2 separate regions of the Mus musculus genome follow, and region 2 is linked to region 1. Evidence: chromatin contacts called from public Hi-C data. All regions are on one chromosome and are shown on one strand. Each heading gives the region's core, a stretch centred on a gene start, on an enhancer-like site or on the middle of the called end of the contact. The rest is flanking DNA. Distances are from core to core; before and after follow the strand shown. Region 1 holds the start of Rassf3 (Ras association (RalGDS/AF-6) domain family member 3). Region 2 overlaps Tbk1 (TANK-binding kinase 1).

Region 1 (3,827 bases), core at 634-3,133:
ACAAGGTCCTGAGTTCCCAGCAACCACATGGTGGCTCACAACCATCTACAATGAGATCTGGTACCCTCCTCTAAAGGCATACATGCAGGGAGAACATTATATACATAATAAATCAACAAATCAATAAATCTTTAACCCACCCACTACTCAAACTGGAGTATTTAACTGAAGCCCCTGTTATTTCAATATGGCATTATCTGAATGATGTCACAGTAGGAGTTAAAGAAGACAAATCTTGCATGGAGTGATTGTCCTCTTCTCTTACATTTGGCTCCTAAGTACACAAGGAACCTGTAAAGTAAGGCTTTCCGGCTAAAGGAAGAGTAAAGCCAGACTCTGCTTTCTAGTCATCCATAGTCGAGTGGTGCCTGGGAAGAAGTCTTTCAAGTAAGGGCTTTAAAATAGGCTGTGACTCTAAGGCCCCTCTGGGGGTGAGTTCCCTGGAGTGAAAGGCCAGTTTGCATGCTGAACACGTGAATAAATCTGCAGGAAGGCAGATAAGTCAGCCTTCTTTCTGCCCGAGGGAGGAAGGAACTACACAGGAGCCATTTCTTTCCCTTGTCCCAGACTTCTCTCCGGTCTGGCTTTCCCCCCTTCTCGTTCTCAAGTGACGATTAGGCACTCAGTCCTGATTCCAGGAAGGGTACACAAAAACGCCACAGAAGCAGCGGGTCTCAGCCTGAAGGCGACTGCTACCTTTATGTTTTAGTCACAGCACTGGGGGAGTAGAGGAGAAAAGGGCTTAGCCATAAGCAATGACGAGTTTCTCTTTTAAAAAACTCCTTAAAAAACAAAACAAAAATTCTGCTACGGCCTGCATATCATAGCAGCCTTAAAGCTTCAAACCCTCTTTCCCATCAAGGTCTCTTGCAAGCAAGTTAGTAGGACTCAAGTCAACTCCATCACGCCAAGGGGAAAACGACCCCCCAGGTCACCCTAAGCAAAAAAAAAAAAAAAAAAAAAAAGTCGCATTTTAAAAATTTAGCAGATTCCCGAAGGGAAACCTTGTTTTTTGTTGTGTGGGTGAGAACGGAGTGGTCTAATCTACTTGCTCCCCCATGGGGTGACCATGTAAGGTTGCTTGTGGGAGGCGACATTTCCAAAGTGCATTTAAATTAAAAGTACTGGATTGTTCGGTGATTATGAAATTTGTCCCCCAAATTCTCAACTGCTTTAGCCATCCACATTTGGGACACGCCTTCGCCACAGGGAGGCGGGAAAGCTTTACCACCGAAGTTCAAAAGAACCAGAGAGGATGTTTTCTTTCAAATAAGCACAACCCAGTCGCTCTTACCCCACCCACCTCTGCTAACTTATAACGGTTTGGGAGGGGCCAGCCGCACGCGTGGCTCGACCCCCTCGACCCAGACCGTTTCCACCAAGGCCGAGCCCGAAGGAGAGTGGGAAAAGTTCTCCATTATATTGCCGCCCTCTCCAAAACTTCGGCTCCAGTGACGGGAAATCACTGAGGAGTTTGCAGATTCCGGGAGGTTGGGGAAGCCCTCGGGAGAACTGTTCCAGCAGGGGCGGTGCTCGAACCCACCTTCCTCCAACAGTCCACCGGTGCTAGGACGGAGGGGCGTGGCTGAGGGCCGCGGGCGGGGCCCCACCTGCGCGCGCGGAGCTGGGCAGGACGCAGCAGCGGAGGCCCGTGGGGCGGGGCCTGGGCGGGGCCTTGGTAGCAGGGGCGTGGCGTGTGCTGGGTCCTTGACGGGCTGGGGGCGGGGTCTTGGCTGGGCGGGGTCTGGTTTGAGGTGGGTGGGGCCTTGCCAGGCGTGGGGGGCTGGGTCCAGGAGGGGGCGGGGTCGTGGCGCACCAGAGCCGGGAGGCGCCCGGAGAGGGCGGCTGATCCTGCGGGAGGGGACCAGACGGCGGCTTGAGCGGCGGCTGCAGCTGCAGCAGGACGGCTTGCCGGCGGCTCGGGGCCGCGCGCCGGGAACCTCACGGGGCGGGCGGGCGCCGCACCCCGGCCTGGCCGCCTGCGCCCCGGGGAGGCCCCCTGCGCGCAACCGGACCAGCAGCATGAGCAGCGGCTACAGCAGCCTCGAGGAGGACGAGGACTTTTTCTTCACCGCCAGGACCTCCTTCTTCAGGAGAGCGCCTCCGGGCAAGTCCCGTTCGGGTCAGCCGGTGAGTGGCGTGCTCGGGGGTCTTGGCTCCACGTGTCTGCGCCCGCGCTGGGCGATGCTCGCCCGAGGGCTGCGGGGCTCTGAGAGTGGCCTTTGCCCTTTCGGCGCCTGAAAGGTGCTGGGAGCCTGTGCAGTGGGCGTGGGCCGCCCGAGGCGAAGGAAGGAGGTGGAAGGGCGCGGAGCCAGATGGCCTGGGCCTCTCTGCTTGGGGGACGCCGGCTGCGGGAGCAGCTCCAAAGAGCCGGGAGGTCCCCGGGCCACTCGGGATGGCTCCCCCGACAGCCCTTCGGGGCGACGGCCGGGTCACCGCGCCGTCCTGGCTGCAGTTTGCTTCTAGCTGCAGTTTGCTCGATGGCCCTGAGTGGCTTGAGGGCACGCAATAGCCCAAAGTGACCGAGCAGCCCCGGTGCGGGCAAGCTGCAGGGTAAAGGGACCGGGCGATCGTCGGTGCTCACTAAAGTCTGGGTCTCATCAGGTCCGGTTTGCGGGTCCTGCGGACGTCCTGGGTAGACTTAGCTCCAGAGGGCTGAGCCTTACGCCGATTTCTTCCTTTTTTGGAGGAAGGGTGCCGTGGGAAGCGTGGCTTGGGAAAAGACAGTACGGGAAGTTGTGCCAGTTTCACAGATCGGGACAGGGATTATTATTATTTTTTTTTAGGGGCGTCTTCCAAATGGGGCACTTTGGCCGGACTTGTAAGGTCGGCGCTTAACCGGTGGCCTTCTGGCCCTGGAAGCCGCACCAGGGAGCCTGGCCAGCTCGGCCACGCTCTCGTCAGATATAGGAGCTTTAACGGAACAAACTTGTTGCTCCTAAAAACACCACAGACGCACACCAGAGGTTTCTGTCAACTCTGGAGATGAAAAACAAGAGAAACTAATCGTTCAGAGGCCCAGTGATGGGGATTTTGGTGGAGAGAAATCTCTGCCCAGACTGCCCTTGCCAACCCTTTTAAGTTTAACAGGCCGTTGTTTTCTAAAGTAAAACTCCTTTATCAGATTTGGAAGTTCTAGGCTTTTTGGTCTATTAGATTTCCAAACTAAGAGGAGGAGGAGGGTGAAAGGCTAGGATGAGGTCATTATTGCTAACAACTAGTCCCCTAGTGAAGGGCTAGCTAGGGTGGGTGGTAGCATGCCTTTATCCTCAGACTTCAGGTTGCTCCGTTTACTAGGGTGACCTTTTATTTTCAGTAGAATGTGCTAATGGGGGAATTTGGAAGTCAGAGATTACCCACGACTCCCACTCCCACACTGCCTGGCCTACCTCCTGTGGGGCAGACAAGAAATGGCCTTTTCCCCCTTTCTCATCTAGTTTTTCCCTCATTGGGGTTCTTCACCACTTTACATATTCCCCTCCCGTTTGCCTTGTAAAGAGCTTGAGCCAGTTTGACTTGTATTCCAGAAGTGCCTGGTAATTTCCAGAAAACCAGGGGGTTCTTGAATTCTACCGGTGTGGGAGTCCCCTCCACGGGGGTCCAGCCAGAATGCTGTGGTTGGAAGTCAAGAATCTTGTTCCTGCTTTTTAGTAGTTGAAGCGGCAGCTGGGGATGTAGCTAGTAGCTTGCCTAGTACTTACTGCATAATATGGGGTTGTAGTTCACAGTAGTGTGTCTGTCTGTCTGTCTGCCTGTCTGTGTGCAGGCAGGAAGATCAGCAATTCAAGGTCATTATCCAGACCCCCCCCCCCTTCACACACACACTT
Region 2 (3,827 bases), core at 602-3,101, 93 kb before region 1:
TGTTTTACCTGCCTGCATGTCTCTGTAAAAGTGTCATGAGCCCCTGGAACTCAAGTTTCAGACATTTGTGGACAACCATGTGGGTGCTGGGAATTCAACCTGGGTCTTTTGGGAGAGCAGCCAGTGGTTATAAGCACTGAGCCGCCTCAGCCCCGGTGCAGTGGGCCTGTCTGCATTAGAAGAAGAGGCACCTGAAGACTTTAGAAGCCTCTGGCCAGGAAAGGCCCGTTTGGGCTCAGTACAGTGAGGAGAGAATGCTTGGATGGCATGCAGCAAATTAGGTCATTGCTACAAAGGAGGGTGGGGTCTGTCTAGAGTTCATGAGCTTACATTCTTATTACATGTATGTACTGGGGAGATGCTGGTCCTCTGGTGCCCCTGTAAGAGTCAGGACAGCTCGTGGCAGTCACTGCTCTCCTTTCACCATGTAGGTCCCAGAAATTGAACTCAGGGGTCGCCAGACTTGCTGACTGGCACCTTTACCCACTGAGCCATCTTCCCAGCCCAAATGAGTCTTTTGAAAATGGAAGAGTGAAATTACTAGGAAAACATGATAGGACTTTAACGTTGTTGAGTAAGTCGTCAGCTCCTGCTATTCTCTTCAGCATCCGGACATGTATGAAAGGGCAGTGCTAAGAAAGGACCATCAGAAGAAGTACGGGGCTACCGTTGATCTGTGGAGTGTTGGAGTGACATTCTACCATGCAGCCACGGGGTCGCTGCCGTTTAGACCCTTCGAGGGGCCTCGGAGGAACAAAGAAGTAATGTAAGCACCTCTGCGTCTGCCGTTAGACGGGGTTTCTGATGTGTGTGTGTATCTTGTTTATCCAGATGTGTGAGGAGATGAAATTGATGAAAATTGGCTTTTCTAATACTTTATGCTTCCTGTGAGTATAATTCATGTGTATAAATGTTTTCCTGCATGTGTGTCCGTGTACCCGGTGCCCGAAGAAGCCAAAAGATTGATTGCCTGAAAGTGAAGTCACAGATGCTTGTGACTGTCCTGGTGGTGCTGGGAACTAAACCCAAGTCTGTAAGATGAGGCAGTGCTCTAACTGCTGAGCCATCTCTGCAGCCCCACAGTGTTGTACGCATTTATATGCCTCTGTACTGTTGGAGATATGATCAGTGCACAAAGTCTTGAATAGTAAACAAAAAAATCAAGGAAAAGATAGACTTGTGGAGTGAAGTTTATTGTGATTCATCTGAACACTGTGTGTTAGGGTCTTTGCTGCTGTGACCAAAGGCAGCTTGGGGAGAAAAGGGCTTATTTCATCTATAGCTTGTTCAGGGAAGTCGGGGCAGGAGCTGATGCAGAGGCCATGGAGGAGTGCTGCTTACTGGCTTGCTCCTCCTGGCCTGCTCAGCCTGCTTTCTTAACCATTCAGGACCACCTGCCTAGGGCTGACACCACCCCAGTGGGCTGGGCCCTCCCTTGTTAGTTATTAATTAAGACAGTGCCTTACGGGTTTTCCTGTAGTCGTCTTCGGGGAGGCGTTTTCTCTACTAAGATCTCCTCCTCCTAGATATGTCTAGGTTTGTGTCACGGTGACCAAAACCAGCCAGCACACTGTACTTCATTTTATTTCAAAAGAAACTGACAGCGCAATTGTGCCCCAGCCTCCTGAGTGTGGAATTGTGCGCGTACATTTTAAATCACATACCCAGCTTCCCCGGGGCATGTGATTTAAAGTAATCACAAGTGTAAAACGGAGCCTTTCTGTCATCTCAGAAAACTGAGGAGAACACATTTCTCCTCTAAGATTATCTGAGGAAGCGGATGAAACAAGGTCCTGTGGAGCATTGGCTTTTGCTAAAGCTTGAACATTTGCACGTGTGCTGCTGAACACACGGTGTCTGAACATGGACTGATTGCACTAAGATGGCGCAGTGTCAGCCAGAGCTTGCTTTACAGCTGTGCCCTTTTTATTAAACCTCCTCCTTAGCAAGGCCAAGCCCCCCTTTGTTTCCTCCTTAGATATAAGCTGTGCCCTACAGGCACGCGCTTCTGTTCTCATAGATGCATTTTAAAGCACTGACAACTTAAGCTACTCTAGAATGGATGAGAGCGTGTGTGGCTTGTAAGAAAGAAAACGTGACTCACAAGCCACCTGACTACTCTCTAATCGCTCTGCGCATACGTTAGTGGGATGTCTTTATTTGTACAGACACCTCTGTGCAAGGACTGATAGTAGATGTTCGTGGTGTGGTGTCGTTATCAGTGGCTGTCTGACCGTCCTGGAGCGGTGCACCCCCCTCCTGCCCAGCCACGCTGCTCAGCGTGTGAGCTCAGTGTGCATCCGTCGGCATGGATTAAGGGTCACGTGAGAAGCCTGTAGGGATGAAACTTGTGAAGAATTCGCGCCGCCCAGCAGTGCCATCGCTAATCCTCCTTGCTTGTGTCTCTGTTTACTCCTGTGTAACTTGATCCTGCAAGGATGAGCACACCTTCCTTTCCACCTCAGTTTCTTTTTTTCAAAAAACATCTCTTGAGGCAGAAGCTACAGCCGCCTGCCTCCATGGAGGAAGAATTAGAGTGCAGCAGTTGGGTTTCTGGTCGGCTCTGGTTTGCTCAGAGCGCATTTGTTTAGCTGATGAACTAAAAATGATCAGACAGAAAGAAACCCTGCCTTGGCTGATGTCAGATACTGCTGACTGGTGCCAAATGCATTCATGCAGCTACAGGTATTCTTACGGAAAGACACAGTCTGAGACCCCGAGGCCTGAGGTTCTGGCTCGCCTTGCTTCTGCCCATCCATTCTACACCACACTCACCAGTGTGGATAGTCGTAGAGCATCTTCCTACATCTGTGTGTGCTTTTTGTCTATGTGGAGATTTTTCTGATCCTGAGCTATGTACAGTTTTATCTCCCACTTCTTTAAAACAAAAATAATAATTTGATGGCTCATTTTGCAGTAGCCTTGTGGTCTGCTTGGCTGGATGAGGGGCTTTTATAGTCTAGACAGACTCAGAGGCATAACGGTTTTTATGTTTGCCCCATTTTTTCTGATGGAAAAATAATTTTGTTGTGAACATCAGGCACATTGGGCTCTCAAATGAAAACCAACTGGCGTATAGATAGTATTCGCACACTACTGTCCCACCTCAGTCAGGCAGAACTCATGGATGCCGCAGCCATCGGTCACAGAGGGCTTTAGTCGATGATTGCAGGTGCAAGTGAGGGGAACTTGCAGCCTGTCAATAGGCCGTGCCGTAATGACCTGCCTTACCTTATTCTGCTGTTGTTCCTCCTAAGGTATAAAATAATCACTGGGAAGCCGTCTGGTGCAATATCTGGAGTACAGAAAGCAGAAAACGGACCAATTGACTGGAGTGGAGACATGCCTCTCTCCTGTAGTCTTTCTCAGTAAGTGCGGTGTACCTAACTCGTGACCTTTGGCACTGTCTTAGTCAGGGTTTCTATTCCTGCACAAACATCATGACCAAGAAGCAAGTTGGGGAGGAAAGGGTTTATTCGGCTTACACTTCCATACTGCTGATCATCACCAAGGAAGTCAGGACTGGAACTCAAGCAGGTCAGAAAGCAGGAGCCGATGCAGAGGCCATGGAGGGATGTTCTTTACTGGCTTGCCTCCCCTGGTTTGCTCAGCCTGCTCTCTTATAGAACCCAAGACTACCAGCCCAGAGATGGTCCCACCCACAAGGGGCCTTTCCCCCTTGATCACTAATTGAGAAAATGCCTTAGAGTTGGATCTCATGGAGGCATTTCCTCAACCGAAGCTCCTTTCTCTGTGATAACCCCAGCTGTGTCAAGTTGACACAAAACTAGCCAGTACAATTGACCCCTTGTCAACTTGACACACAA

Evidence for each region. A called contact is a pair of places that touch in the nucleus more often than the background predicts.
Region 2: a Hi-C map of rod photoreceptor shows a contact between it and region 1, with 2.9 times the contacts expected there. The contact joins the enhancer-like site here to the promoter of Rassf3 in region 1. A contact is called at or near these places in 1 of 39 promoter capture datasets (liver), 1 of 484 Hi-C or Micro-C datasets (rod photoreceptor), 1 of 115 datasets of contacts at active chromatin or transcription factors (embryonic stem cells) and 3 of 9 other capture datasets (adipose tissue, liver and pancreatic islet).

What each region holds. Positions count from the first base shown.
Region 1 is chr10:121,474,306-121,478,132 of GRCm38.p6, reverse strand. It overlaps Rassf3 (Ras association (RalGDS/AF-6) domain family member 3), which reads left to right and starts at 1,883. Exons shown (of 5, transcript NM_138956.3): 1 at 1,883-2,130. The coding sequence starts at 2,023.
Region 2 is chr10:121,567,570-121,571,396 of GRCm38.p6, reverse strand. Tbk1 (TANK-binding kinase 1) reads left to right here. Exons shown (of 21, transcript NM_019786.4): 6 at 606-766; 7 at 3,258-3,368. Among named protein-coding and RNA genes, the nearest start is that of Tbk1, 17 kb to the left of the region's middle. Within about 2 kb of position 1,851, at least 89 of the 459 cell types and tissues checked have an H3K27ac peak or open chromatin away from gene starts, as enhancers often do. A contact at or near this core is called in embryonic stem cells, pancreatic islet and rod photoreceptor, where this site is marked.